Linked DNA regions of Mus musculus: region 2 is linked to region 1. The links are chromatin contacts, called in public promoter capture Hi-C maps. All regions are on one chromosome and are shown on one strand. Each heading gives the region's core, a stretch centred on a gene start, on an enhancer-like site or on the middle of the called end of the contact. The rest is flanking DNA. Distances are from core to core; before and after follow the strand shown. Region 1 has its middle 27 kb from the start of Srsf10. Region 2 holds the start of Gale (galactose-4-epimerase, UDP).

Region 1 (6,984 bases), core at 2,172-4,671:
GTTGATCCCTGGTGACTCTGAGGTCTGTGACACCCTGTGAAGGGGTGAGGGAGTGAGGCAGGAGGCCTCAGGCCATGTTGTCTATACTGGGCTTGGGGGAGGCTGTGCTCTGGCCTGAGATTTGAAATGCCAAGAGAGGGTCAGCCATGGTGAGAATGTCCCAAGGCCAGAAGCCACAGAAAGGCTGCCCAGGGCACCAGCCAGCCAGAGACTCTGAGCTCCAGAGGTCATACTGGATGGCCAACCCCTGGAAAGTTCCAAATCATGAAGCCCTAGGGACTGCAGAGAGGCCATGTACTCAGAGAGGCTCGGAGACAGTTAAGAAGCTACTGATGGCCAGAGATGGCTTAGCACTTAAGAGCACTTGGTCCTCTGTCAGGAGGGTGGGAGTTGGAATCCCAGCATCTGCCTTAGGAGACTCACAAAACGGCTTTAACTCCAGCTTCATAGGCTCTGATGTCCACTCCTGGCATCCACGGATGCTCACAGCACACAGAAAATTTTTTTTAAAGAGGGAGCTGGAGAGGTGACTCTGAAGTTGAATACATACCGCCCTTACAGAGGACCTGAGTTTAGTCCCCAGCAGCCACATCTTGTGGGTCACAAGTGCCTTTAACTCCAGCTCCGGGAGATCTGGTGCCCTCTTCCCCTCTCTGCAGGAAACTGCACCCACACATGCACATTCCAACCCATATATATGCTCACCATGGTTTCCTTAAACATCTCCTCCTCCTTTTTCCCTTTATTCCTCCTCTTCCTCCTCTTCTTCCTCCTCTTCCTCCTCCTCCTCCTCCTCTTCAACATTGCCTTGGCTGTCCTGGAACTCACCATGTAGAGCATGCTGGATTTGAACTCACAGAGATCTATCTGCCTCTGCCTCCTGAGTACTGGAATTAAAGACATGTCCTACCATGCTCCATTAAACACAGAGCTTCTTAAATTGTGGGTCATGATCCCACAGGGGCCTCCGTGACTGAATGTGGGGGCCTTGGAAAATATAGCAACCAGAGAAGTTTTCTGACCCCTCAACCACAAATAAACGAAGACTTCGGAATCAAACATAATGATCCCAAGGTGTTTCTGGCAGCCTTCACACCCTCATGTTGAACCATGAGACTTCACTGCAGCCTGGGTCGCAAACATACAATACAGGCACTTCCGATCTGCACTTGCCCACGAACCACACAACACCCATGAATGCCGCCTGAGACATGGCCCCTGAGGCTCGAGACTGTTGTGTGTAATGACCTGCAGGATACATTCTAAGTTTTCTGCTTTTTGAGAAACTTACTGGCTTAAAGACAGGAAAAAAAAAAAAAAAGAGAGAGAGAGACTTTTCATAGTTCCCTGCCCCTATCCCCTCAGCGTGTTATCAATTTAGTAGATCTTTGTGTCTCAGCCCTCATGGCTTGGGTCCTGGAACCTTGGCGGAGAATCGAGGGAATGAGGAAATATCAGATATATGTGTGCTATAGCTAGGGTCAGATAGGAATGGCTACCTCCTCAACCCAGAACCTCGCTGTGCTTAAATGCTTAAATACAGCACAGAGGGAGGGCTTGGGCTAGTCTCATAGCTGGTGTCTTCAGGGAAGCCAAGTCTCAGGCTAATGCCAAGAAAAGGAAGCTGTAGTCAGGCTAGCCTTTGCACACACTGACCAACGGCCTTTATACTCAGAATCCCAAAGACAGCTCTGCTGTCCCTGCTGAGCCTCACCGGGGGAAGGCACTGAGACACTGGGGTCATCAGTGGACACGCATTTAAGTTCGCTCTGGACTTCACCCATTCAGGGCTTCCTCCACTTCTGACATCTTTGGATAAAATTGTTCAAGAATGCTTGATTTTGTTGTTGTTGTTTGTTTGTTTGTTTTTATTTTTTTTTGAGATGGGGTTTCTCTGTGTAGCCCTGGCTATCCTGAAACTCACTCTGTAGACCAGGCTGGCCTTGAACTCAGAAATCTGCCTGCCTCTGCCTCCCAAGTGCTGGGATCAAAGGCGTGCGCCACCACACCCGGCCTAGAGCGCTTGACTTTTACAATGGCCGTCAGTGACGGCCATTAGTGTGTGTATATATATATATATATATACATATATATATATATATATATATGAATAGTATATATCCATAACCCCAGCACTCAGGAGGTTGAAACAGGAGAATCAGAAGTTTAAGGTCATCTTCTGCTGCATCACGACTTCAAGGCCAACCTGAGTTACGTGAGACTTTGTCTCAAAATTAAATAAGTAAATGGTCAGTGAGGAAAAGCACTCAGATCTCCAGCACCCACGAGAGATTCCTGAGGCTTCCTGGATGCCAGGCTAGCTGGAACTTCAGGGAGAGATGCTATCTCAAGGAAGAAAGGAAGAGAAACGACAGAGCAAACACTTCCCTGGCCTCTCTCTGTGTGTGTGTGTGTGTGTGTGTGTGTGTGTGTACACAGAGTCATGCACACACACACACAATCACATAGCAGGCTGGACTGAAATGTTTGCCTAGCACATTAGTGTTAGCTATCCTCAGCAACACACATACAAGCCATTTAAAAAAAGGAAGAAAGAGAGAAAGAAAGAAAGAAAGAAAGAAAGAAAGAAAGAAAGAAAGAAAGAAAGGAAGGAAGGAAGGAAGGAAGGAAGGAGAGAGAGAGAGAGAAAGAAAGAGAAATCTGACTGGGTGTGGTGGCCCCCACTTTTAATCCCAACACTCAGAAGGCAGAGGCAGGCAGATATCTGAGTTCAAGGCCAGCCTAGTCTACACAGCAAGTTCCAGGGCTACACAGAGAAACCCTGTCTTGACTAACCAAAAACATAAAAAAATAAATAAATAATAAATTTAAGGGCTGGAGAGATGGCTCAGTGGTTAAGAGCACTGACTGCTCTTCCAGAAGTCCTGAGTTCAAGTCCCAGCAACCACATGATGGTTCACAGCCATCTGTAATAGAAGTCGATGCCCTCTTCTGGTGTGTCTGAAGACAGCTACAGTGTACTCATATACATAAAATAAATAATTAAAAAAAATTTTTAAAATCTGTTTTAGCGAGCTCTTTAAAGCAAACTCTGAAAGTTACCACTAAAAAGTGCTTCTTGTGTCAAAGTGAAGCCACCACCGGTCTTAACATAGGGGGCCGTGATGTCTCTTCCCAAACCCACATTAGAGAGTGCAAATTCAAAGACTGAGAAAATGGGCAGATTTCTGAGCCCTGCTCACCACCCCAGAATTCATCCCGCAGTCGCCCTGCTAGTGAAAACTATTTCAGGCCTGAAGACAACATCCTTGAAAACTTCTCTGGAAAATGTGCAGAGATCACCATGGCAACCTGTCCCGGGCCCTGCCTGGCTGGGCTCCAAGGCCCACAAATAACGCCACTGGAATGTGGTGCCGGGCTGAGGTGACTAGAAAAGCCGCCAATTTTCCATGAAAACCACCGGGGAGAAGCCTCAGACTCAGGAAGGTGTCAGTAGAGAAGAGAGGCCTGGGTTCTCTCTGAGGATCAAGGGACAGGCAGCCGGACTCAAGCATGCGCAGAAACACTCTTCACCGATCTTGCCTTTGGGGCAGGGCTGCCTGAAATGAACGGGCTCCATTTTTATTCGGCAGTGCCCTTAGGAAACTTCCACAAGACCAGTTCCCCACCTCCAAGTCTTTGCCCCATCAACTTAAGCAAAATTGCAGCTTCCGCTTTGCCTCAAGTATGCTGCTTAGCGTTTTGTTACTTTGATACAAGCTAACATCTGGGTAGAGGGGACCTCAATTGAGAAAAGTGCCTTCATTGGGCTGGCCTGTGGGCAAGCCTGTGAAACATTTTCTTGATTGGTGATTGACATGGGAGGACCCAGCACTGTGGGCAGTGCCATCGATGGGCAGGTGGTCTGGCTTGTATAAGAAAGGCAGCTGAGAACGCCAGTCAGCAATATTCCTTCACGGCCTCTGCTTCAGTTCCTGTCTCCTGGTCCCTGCCCAGACTTTCCTCAGTGAGGAACAGTGACCTTGCTCAATAGACCAAACAGACCCTTTACTTCCCATGTTGCTTTTGGTCTCGGTGTTTATCGTAGCAAGAGAAAGCACACCACCAGGACACATCATCTCTGCCCGGTTGTTCTCCCTACACTCAAAAGCCCCTGACAGCCTCTGTATTTGCTTCTTCTTGTGTGCTACCTGGCTGCCCTCAGCTCCAGGCTGGGGTCTTTGTCCATTTCTTCCATGCTCCATCTCTGCCACCTAGAACAGCCCCCGACACATAGTAGGTCCACAGGGAGCATCACTGAGTGAATACCTTGGGTTTCTCTGATGAAAATAATTCTATCTACAGGTTAACATGAACACCGAAAGAGGGGTTGTGAGTTAAGTAAGGACCCTGCTTGGTTTCTGCCCTAGTGCTGTTCCCCAATAGAGCCAGCCTATGGGATTGACTGATCATGGGCAGACCCTAGTTGTCGTCATTCCTTAGCACTCTGCTCACATTCAAGAGTAACTCTCAGGGGACTGACGATGCAGACTGAGAGCACTTGCCTACTATATACAAGGCCTGGGCTCCATCCTCCCAAATGACTTTTATGACATTCTGCCTGGTACCTGGGTGTTGAATGACAGGGACATAAATCAGAGATTCCCTACACAGAGAGATTTCCTGTCTCTCCATATTTGTTAAGACGCTGAGGGGTTTTTTGTTTTGTTTTGTTTTCCCATTGATAGATACAAGGTCTTCCAAAGAACAAAGGAAAAACAAGTTTTCGTGGCATACAGCTACAATCCCAGCACAGGGAGGTGATGCAGACAGTCATCTTCCACATGCTGGAGGGCAGCCTGCCTGACATAGTGAGACCTCTCAAAACACAGTGGAGCCAAAGGTAAGGGGATTGCTCAGACGGTAAAGTGCTCACTGCAGAAGCATGAAGACCTGAGTTTGGGAGTGAGGTGGTACACACTCGTAATCCCAGTGCCAGAGCCGAAGACAAGTGAACGCTGGGACTCAATAGCTAGCTGTTCTAATGTGTTAGTTAGCCTTGGGTCCTAGTGAGAGAAGTTGTCTCCAAAAACAAGGTGGATTGCTCCTGAGAAACAATACCCAAGGTTGACTTGTGGCTTTCACATGCACAGATGCACAGGCATGTACACACAAATGAACACACACATATACATGTACATCTATGAACACACACCGTGGTTAGTTTTGTTGTTAACACAGTATAGAATTGCTAAGAAATAGACTCTCAATGAGATTGTTTAGGTTGGCTTGGTTGAACAAGTCTGTGTTGGATTATCTTGAATATACTAATTGAGCTGGGAAGAGCTGCCCACTGTGGGTATCACATTCCCTAGGCAGGGGGACTCTGGACTTTATGGAGAAAGCAAACTAAGCACTGACTTGCATGCACGAATTCATTGTTGTCTGCTCTAGACTGAGAATGCGATATGACCAGTTCCTCCGTGTTCTTGCTGCCTTCATTTCCCTGCAGTGGTAAGTTGTAGCCTGGAACTGAGTGTTAAGGCCTAGGTGAAATATTAAGGCCTAGATGGAATGTTAAGGCCAAGGTGATTTACCTGGCTAGCCTGCTATTATCCGGAAACTTTCTCATTTGTTTCTCCTGTTACTAGGAAACTTTCTAATGCCAAGACTGATTACATAGTCTGTTAAATTCTGTGCCCTTGAAAACCAATCATGATAAAGGTCAATAGAACTGTTTTGTTTAGCTAGCCACAATAAGCTTGGACCCGAACCAGATACCCCACACCACTTCCTGCACCTGTGTATAAACTTTTATGGTATAAGCTGTTCCTGGGATGGACTCCAACATAAGAGAGACACCTGTACCAATATAAGAAACTATTTGGAATAAAACTTCCATTTTGAGAAGTGGTCCAGTAAAGTTTAAGTTCCCAAGACCTCCCTGGAAACTGACCTCCTACTTGGCAGAAAGAGGCATGCACGTGGGTAACTGACATCCTGGTTGGCAAGTTAACGCATGAATGTTAGACAAGTCCCATCCTGGTAGACAAGTTAGGACATGAATATTAGACAAGGCAAGTCCCCTACCACAGCTGAATGCCCCAACCAATGGGAGCGGGATAACTCTATAACAAAGAGCTGCTCCTAAGGAAACCCCTATCCCTAAATCCTGATTGGTGGAATAACTTGGCACAGATGTCTATGGATTTAGGGCTCAAAAACCCTGTAGGATCTTAACTCAGGGTCACAGTTCAGTTTCCAAATTTGGACCACAGCCCTGGTTGACCTGTCCTGGGCTTATGCTCAGTAAACGATCCCTGTCTGACTGAGATCCGTGTCCGTGTGGTTTGTGAGGTATTCCTGCATCCCGACACTGAGAGCCAAATACACCCTTTCTTCCTTTTTTCCTCCACTTTTGCCAGGGTGTTTTATCACGGGAAACTAAAACACACAGACAGGGACACACACAGAGAGAAAGAGACACAGAGAGAGAGAGAGACAGAGAGAGAGAGACAGGGAGAGGGAGGGAGAGAGACAGGGAGATTGAGAGAGACAGAGAGAGAGAGGAGTGGAGACTAAACCTCAAAGCTTGTTGTTTCTCCCATCCCACCCATGTTCTTTGAATATTCATTTGGTAAAGGGCCTACATGCTCAGAAAGTCCAGAGTGTTCCGTAAGTAACACTAAAAATAAAAACGCAACTGAAAATAAGAATGTTGATACAAATCCAAAAATCTGCACCTTTATTTTCCCAGTGTCCCTTCAGCTGAGCCTGGGAAAGTCTTTGAGAAGCCATTTTTCTGATCATTAACTTGTCTCTGTAGACGCCATGGCCGGTTTGGGTTTCCACATATGATAATCAACAGCACTTTCTATTTAAATGAAGTTTCTTCCTTGCATTTTCACCACGCCATTCCTTTGGCATGCTTTGATTTTATTTCTAACCTTTTGCTTCCTCGAGCTGCCAGAATCTAACACATCCTGGCAACAGCTACGAGACGCAAGAAGCCACCCTTCCAGAGAGAGAGCAGAGAACTTTCAG
Region 2 (6,984 bases), core at 1,945-4,444, 130 kb after region 1:
ACTGGAGGGGCTAGACTGGTGGCCCGGAGGAGCGAGCCTCTCTGAGGAGAGCCCCAAAGGGTGAAATTGAGTCAGGAGCCAACCATAAAGGGGTAGAGGAAGTCCTCCAGCAGGGAGAGCAGTGCCACAGAGGAGACTGTGTTCCAGGGAGAGAAGCTCTGACCCTCAGTGGGTTCCTCTGACATTGGGGCAGGAGGTGTAGGAGGCGGCTCCTCAGGCAACAGCCGCCATTCACCGTCTTTATGTTTCCAGATGGGTGTGAGTGTTGTGGACTCCTCTGTGGCAGGACTTGGAGGCTGTCCCTATGCAAAAGGGGCATCAGGGAACTTGGCTACTGAGGACCTGGTCTACATGCTGAATGGCTTAGGGATTCACACGGTAAGCCAGCCTGCCCCCTGGTGGTGACATCCCTCAACTACCCAGGGCTTACCTAGAGTCCATGGACTGATGTGCCCGGCATGCTTAGGGTTGATGGAGCTTAAGCAGGGCTTGTGGAAGCTTTCTGTTTCTGAGAGTTATCTAGGAGAGGTGAGAGTGAGCAATCTGGAGTAGGAGCCCTTGTGGGGTTTGAAGTCCTGACAGAGCAGCCTGGGGTGTGTGTATTAATAACCAGTAGACAAGGGCCTGAGCAGGAGAGGCTCTGTTGGTGGCCTTAGAGGGAGGAGATTAAGACCCCAAGGGTGAGAATGAGCCAACCAAAAAAGGGAATGAAGAGAGAGGTCTCCGGCAGAGGAAACAGAGAGGAAGCAGCGTGGCAGAAGAGAGGTTGGTCTGCTTGGATATGATCATGAGCATAGGAGGCCAAGATCCCAGGGTGACATCCACACTTCAGTCGCAGGAGGCCCCCAGAAAGTGGAAGGAGCCCTAAGAGGGGGCAGCTTTGTGACCTGCAGTGAGTCACTTCCCCCAGACTGTTTTCTCTATGAACAAGGGCACACTGTGAAATTAGCCACACAGGGCTCCACTGGACTCTGTGGGACCTCGGTGGTGGCACAGAGGTCACACTACATCTCAGCTTTGAGGTCTGATGGTTGAAAGCCCAGATCTCTTCCACCCCGGCTGCTCGACTTCCAAGTATTTCATCTCTGTAAACCCGAGTAACAACGGTGCGTGTGCTCTCCACTGTCACAGGATTAAGAAAACGCATGGCCAGAAGCATAGGTCAGTGGAGACACCCTGGACCAATCTGTAGCATCAGAAGAAACTGTAGCGTGCTTGGCACTCAGTAATGGCCGGCTAGCAGATTGGACTTACTGTTACAGTCGAGTTGGGTGAGGGAGTGGTCTAGTAGGTGAGACCTTCTCTAGCATTAGCAATGGTCTGGGGACAGTCTCAGCACAGGGAAAGAGACACAAAGGCCAACGAATGGACATCACAGTTCCTGTGGGGCAGGCTGGACCCTGAACATGGAGATGGGACACCACTAATAAGGTCCCTTCCACAAACCGCCTGCTGGAGACAGCCCCAGACAGTGGTCACAACTGTTGCAGGAGGGGCCTGTTTGCTGTCATCTTCCCCTTCCCATGTCAACAGCTGTCTATGGTCTGTTTGCCTTACTTTATTCCTTACTTCTTCAAGGGTGTGAACCTCCAGAAACTTCTAGAAGCTGGGGACTTCATCTGTCAAGCCCTTAACAGAAAAACTAGTTCCAAAGTGGCACAGGCCACCTGCAAGCTCTGAGACCCTCGTTCGCCTGAACCAGAACGGAGGGAATTGGGTGTATACAATGATTCCTGGATGAAGAGATGGAATGAGAGCAAATGAGCCGGCATCACAGAGGTCCCTGTCCCTGATGATAAGGGCTAGAGCTGCCTGGCCTGGGCCAGCTCCCCAGAGCTGTGCCTAAGCACTTGCTTGGGATGGCCCTGGGTGAGTCTGCCTGCCAACAGAGCTGATGTCCACCGCCGCAGGGCCTTTGTTCTACCTCTGAGGACAGAGAGCAGTTTCCCCTTATGCCAGCAGAGCATTTGCTGGAATGGTGGGGGTTGATCTGCATCTGTGGTCATCTGCCAACGAAATCTCCACTCTGTGTGTGATTTTTTTGAAAACAGCTTATGTAATTAAAGGTTTAATTTTCTAATATAACATTCAAACGTGTGTTTATGGGTGGAGGAGTAAAATTGCTCTGAGGGAAGAGGGAAGGTTTTGTGGCTGGTTCATCTTTGGATCTCTTCCATCGCCACACCCAAGCCCCCAGACCACTGACTGGAAATCATTGCTGTGGGGAACACCCTAGGACTCGCTTCTGAGAACGTGCCTGTTTCCAGAGCAGGAAGATAGATCAGGAAGATAGATCTCTTACTGGTCTGGAACTAGCTAAGGAGACTAGGCTGGCTGGCCAGTGAACCCCAGGGATCCATCTGTATCTGCTTCCAGTGAGATAACAAACTTCCACAATGGTCAACTTGACAGTATTATTATTATTATTATTATTATTATTTATTCACGCGCTAGCTATCTTCAGCTTCCCTTTTCATAAACTCACTGAAATTCTGCTGGGCCTGAAGACCTGTACTACCAGGAAAGATTTAGCTTCATTTATGTATTTGTGAGAGAATGCCAGCTATGTATGGTATGTGCAACGGAGGTCAGAAGCGGGCATGGCATCCTATGTAATGAGAGGCGGTAGGTATGTGGGTGCCAGAAACAGGACTCGGGGCCTCTGCAGGAGCAGCCTCCCGAATGCTGGGATTAAAGGCGTGTGCCACCACCGCCCGGTCCCGCTTTGTATCTTAAACCGAGACAAAAGTGTCTTGAGTCCCTATACGGGGGCAGGTGCGCAAACACAGCTTTGGGGGAGGGAGGCAGCGGCTCAGCGATGGGCACAGCAATTGCTACTGTGAATGTCAAGGTTCCTTCGCCATCGCGGGTTTCTTCCCACGTGAACTTGGACGCAGCCCGGGCCAGCCATGTCCTCCAACTGGAGCTGCCCGACCAAGGGTTTGACACAAACAGTGGCTCTGAGTGGAGGGACTAGAAAGGGCCCAGTCCCGACCTTGTTTCTCCTCAACAGCCCGCCGGTAACCGGATGGCGTCCGCACCCCTCATTTCCGCCCTCGATGGAAGCGCACTGCGCAGGCGTTTAAAGCCTGTGCAGACCATTTGTCCCTCCAGGGTTGCCGTCCAGGCAGTAACCCAGTACACACGTTTCCTGGAGGGCGTGGAGGGGCGGGGTCGGGCTGGGCTGTCAGGTCTTAAAGGGGCCGCGGCGCTGGTCGCGGGAGGCGGTGCCTGGAGTCAGCGCTGGAGCTTCCGCAGGTTCGGCCGGTAGAATGAAGGGCTTAGTGAGCTCGGAAGGGCCAATGCTTGGTGGGGAGCGAGGAGGTTCCAAGAGGGTCGGTTCGTGTTCGGAACAGGGCCAGGCTCACCCCTTCTGCTCGCGTTTTCCGCAACCGTAGCGGGGGCCACCCGAGCCCATTCATTCGGGGCTCGGCTCCCCGCTCCTGCTCCCAGCCCAGACCCGAAGTCCAGAGCTAAGCTCCGCCTCGCCCAGGCTGCTGAGACCCAGCATCCGCTCTCCTGCCTTGTACAGACAGGGAAAACTGAGGAGGGGACCGCTGACCAAGGTCATCCCCTAGTCCGGAGCGGAGCGACCTCAGAGCAGCCTTTCTGCCACCAGAGTCCCCTCAGCGACCGCCTCCCCGCGTCTTCGCGCAATGCGGGAGCTGCAGGGAGTCGCGGGGCATAGTCTCGGGGATCCCCCTTAGTCAGTTCTTATTGCTGTGTGACCCCAGGCCGACTGCCTCTGGGCTCAGACCCTAGTACCCAGGGCTGGTAGAAACACCTGCCACATCCAGATGTTGGGAAAATAACGCACAAGTGCGGGGTAGTGATTCTGGGTCGCACTGGACGCCCCGTCCAGTGGGCTGCAGCAGAATAACCCCAGCAGAAACTTGAGGCAGCTCGGAGAAAGACGGCAGCGAGCCAGGTCGTGAAAATGAAAGGCCTCACTGTGTGGACTGCCTCTCTGTCCGCCCAGCAGTTTGCTCAGGGTGGGGATGCACACCTGGCAGCGGAGAGCGAGCCAAATCCACGTCGACACCGGCTCACTTGGTGCTGCCCTCCTTGGGCGGGATCTGTGGCTCCAAGTCAGCTGGGCCAAAGCTGAGCTATTGGCTGCCCCAGGGTGGGGTGAAGCCCTACCCACTCCAGGGCTGTTGGCACTGCAGCCTCTGAGCTGGGCACAGCCTTCCTGGCTAAGGACCCCACCCTTGAGGCCATTTGGCGTTCTTACTGCTTCCTCCCAACTGACCTTCCAGGGGAAGGGTTGTTGGAGCACTAGATGTTAGTCATCAAACCCAGGAACCTTTTGCTCCGGGGAAAAGGTGTCAGTTTACAGGGACAGGTCCCTTTTTCTGTATCCTAGCCTCCCATTCTTAAGCGATGTTCTTCTGCCCGAGACTGTCCATACTCCAGACATGGAGGCAGGAAGGGTGGGTCTTCAAAAGGCCCATCTTCCCACCCTCTGTCAACAGGAACTAGACAGCATGGTGTGTCTGATGTCCTACATATGCAGGTGGCAGACCTTTAAACTGCTTCATTGGGCCCTCCTAATACATGGGGTGTGTACAATAATTAGTTCTAGAGGTGAAAACTGTGCCCTAGAGAGAGTTCAAAACGTCAGCCCCTACAGCCAGAAACTGGTAGTTAGCTAGTTAGACCCAGGGCTGATTCTGGAACCTCTCCTTAAACTAGGGCTCACCCCTACATCCTCCAAGATGAAGGTAGGGGTCGAGCATCCAGTTGGAGTGAGGCCCTGAGCAGGAAGCCTCGGCCACCTCTGAAACTCTGTCTTCTAAGCAGGCGCCATGGAAAAGGTGCTGGTCACAGGTGGGGCTGGCTACATCGGCAGCCACACGGTATTGGAGCTGCTGGAGGCAGGCTACTCACCTGTGGTCATTGACAACTTCCATAACGCCATTCGTGGTGAGTGAAGCTGGGTACGAATCAGTGAACAGTTTCTAGAGGGGTTGGGTACAGGACCCCATTCTCTAATATTGAACACCGTGTGCCCCACCACCACCACCACCACCAGGAGAAGACTCCATGCCTGAGAGCCTGCGCCGGGTCCAGGAGTTGACAGGCCGCTCTGTGGAGTTTGAGGAGATGGACATCTTGGACCAGGCAGCCCTACAGCACCTCTTTAAGAAGGTATGTACTGGGGCTGGAGAGATGGCTCAGCGGGTAAGAGCACTGACTGCTCTTCTGAAGGTCCTGAGTTCAAATCTCAGCCACCACATGGTGGCTCACAATGCCCTCTTCTGGTGCATCTGAAGACAGCTACAGTGTACTTACATATAATAATAAGTACATTTTTAAAAAAGAAGCTAGGTGCTAGCTGGGGCATTTAGAGCATGCCTTTAAACCAAGCACTTGGGAGTCTTTGTGAGTTTGGGGCCAGCGTGGCAGGTAGGAGGAGCATCGCCAAGGATGCAGGCACAGCATCCTCTGACCCTGGCTTTCCCCCTGCAGCACAGCTTTAAGGCCGTCATCCACTTTGCTGGCCTCAAGGCTGTGGGCGAGTCAGTGCAGAAGCCTCTGGACTACTATAGAGTTAACTTAACAGGGACCATCCAGCTTCTAGAGGTAAGAGGACGGGGACACAGACGCCAGCTGGGCCCCAGGCTGGCTGGCATGCTGGCCACAGTAAGGGCCTGCGTGGGAGAGTCAGAGAGGACCCAAGCCGTACCATCTCGGACACCTGCCTTTCTTTACCCCCCCAGCCTGTTTCTCTCTCTGTAACTGATGCCCGTCGCCTCAGCCCCACCCTCCTAGGGTGGGGTAACAAGTGGGACTTACCCGTGAGGCACAGGCCACTGACCCTCCCCTCCACGGCCAGATCATGAGGGCCCACGGAGTGAAGAACCTGGTGTTCAGCAGCTCAGCCACCGTGTACGGGAACCCCCAGTACCTGCCTCTGGATGAGGCCCACCCCACGGGGGGCTGTACCAACCCCTACGGCAAGTCCAAGTTCTTCATCGAGGAGATGATCCGGGACCTGTGCCGGGCAGACACGGTGAGGACCGCTCACCCCACCTTTGCTCCATTCCCTGGCCCCCTTGAGCCCAGGATCACCCCGGGCACTCTCAGCACAAGGAGGCAGAGGCTGAGAAGCGAGAAGCGGCAGTGTTCTCTGCCCAAGGTCTTGGCAGCTGGTATGCAGGTGCCCTCTGTTGCTCCTTGGTAGAGACCACAGAATAGACATGGGGAGGTAGATGGCTGTGGATGAGTTGGGACTCCCTCCGAGTGGCCCAGCCCCACCGTCTGACCTTTACCACGCAGGCCTGGAACGCCGTGCTGCTTCGGTACTTCAATCCCATAGGCGCCCACGCCTCTGGGCGCATCGGTGAAGATCCTCAGGGTATTCCCAACAACCTCATGCCCTACGTCTCCCAGGTAAGGGGGGGGCAGTTCTGGGGGAGCGGGACACAGATTACCACTGGTGCCAGCGCCCTTGAAGTTGACCTGACCTCTGCTGTAGGTGGCAATCGGGCGACGAGAGGCCCTGAATGTCTTTGGTGATGACTATGCTACAGAGGACGGGACAGGTGAGCCTAGGAGTCAGGGCAAGGAGGGAGATGGGGACAGGGGTTGGGGGCGGGGGGGGGGCAAACTTCCGATGGAAGCAATTCCCCCACAGGTGTGAGGGATTACATTCACGTGGTGGACCTGGCGAAGGGCCATATAGCAGCCTTGAAGAAGCTGAAGGAGCAATGTGGTTGCCGGGTAGGGAGCCAAGAGAAGAGCCGGGGAGGAAACGGTTGGAATCCAGGGTGAAGGTGGCACACAGGGTGAATGATAGACTCCATTCTCTTGGGCAGACCTACAACCTGGGCACGGGCACAGGCTACTCTGTCCTGCAGATGGTCCAAGCCATGGAGAAAGCCTCAGGGAAGAAGGTAGGCCCCACCCACAAACACAGTGGGCTCTCCAGTCCAGCCGTCTCTTCCAGCCGCTACCTTGAACCTCAGTGCTAGGTGCCTA

Evidence for each region. Promoter capture Hi-C pulls out the DNA fragments that hold promoters and counts their contacts.
Region 2: a contact with region 1 is called in a promoter capture Hi-C map of embryonic stem cells, with 2.8 times the contacts expected there. The contact joins the promoter of Gale here to the enhancer-like site in region 1. A contact is called at or near these places in 2 of 39 promoter capture datasets (the C10 cell line and embryonic stem cells), 1 of 484 Hi-C or Micro-C datasets (transition II germ cells), 3 of 115 datasets of contacts at active chromatin or transcription factors (embryonic stem cells, large pre-B cells and pancreatic cancer cells) and 3 of 9 other capture datasets (adipose tissue, liver and pancreatic islet).

What each region holds. Positions count from the first base shown.
Region 1 is chr4:135,825,305-135,832,288 of GRCm38.p6, forward strand. No RefSeq gene overlaps it. Among named protein-coding and RNA genes, the nearest start is that of Srsf10, 27 kb to the right of the region's middle. Within about 2 kb of position 3,422, at least 143 of the 459 cell types and tissues checked have an H3K27ac peak or open chromatin away from gene starts, as enhancers often do. A contact at or near this core is called in adipose tissue, embryonic stem cells and pancreatic cancer cells, where this site is marked.
Region 2 is chr4:135,960,531-135,967,514 of GRCm38.p6, forward strand. It overlaps Gale (galactose-4-epimerase, UDP), which reads left to right and starts at 3,195. Exons shown (of 11, transcript NM_001356493.1): 1 at 3,195-3,258; 2 at 4,804-4,926; 3 at 5,036-5,151; 4 at 5,473-5,586; 5 at 5,840-6,016; 6 at 6,283-6,396; 7 at 6,482-6,548; 8 at 6,641-6,726; 9 at 6,822-6,899. The coding sequence starts at 4,809. Hmgcl (3-hydroxy-3-methylglutaryl-Coenzyme A lyase) reads left to right here. Exons shown (of 9, transcript NM_008254.3): 8 at 253-378; 9 at 1,579-2,138. The coding sequence ends at 1,680.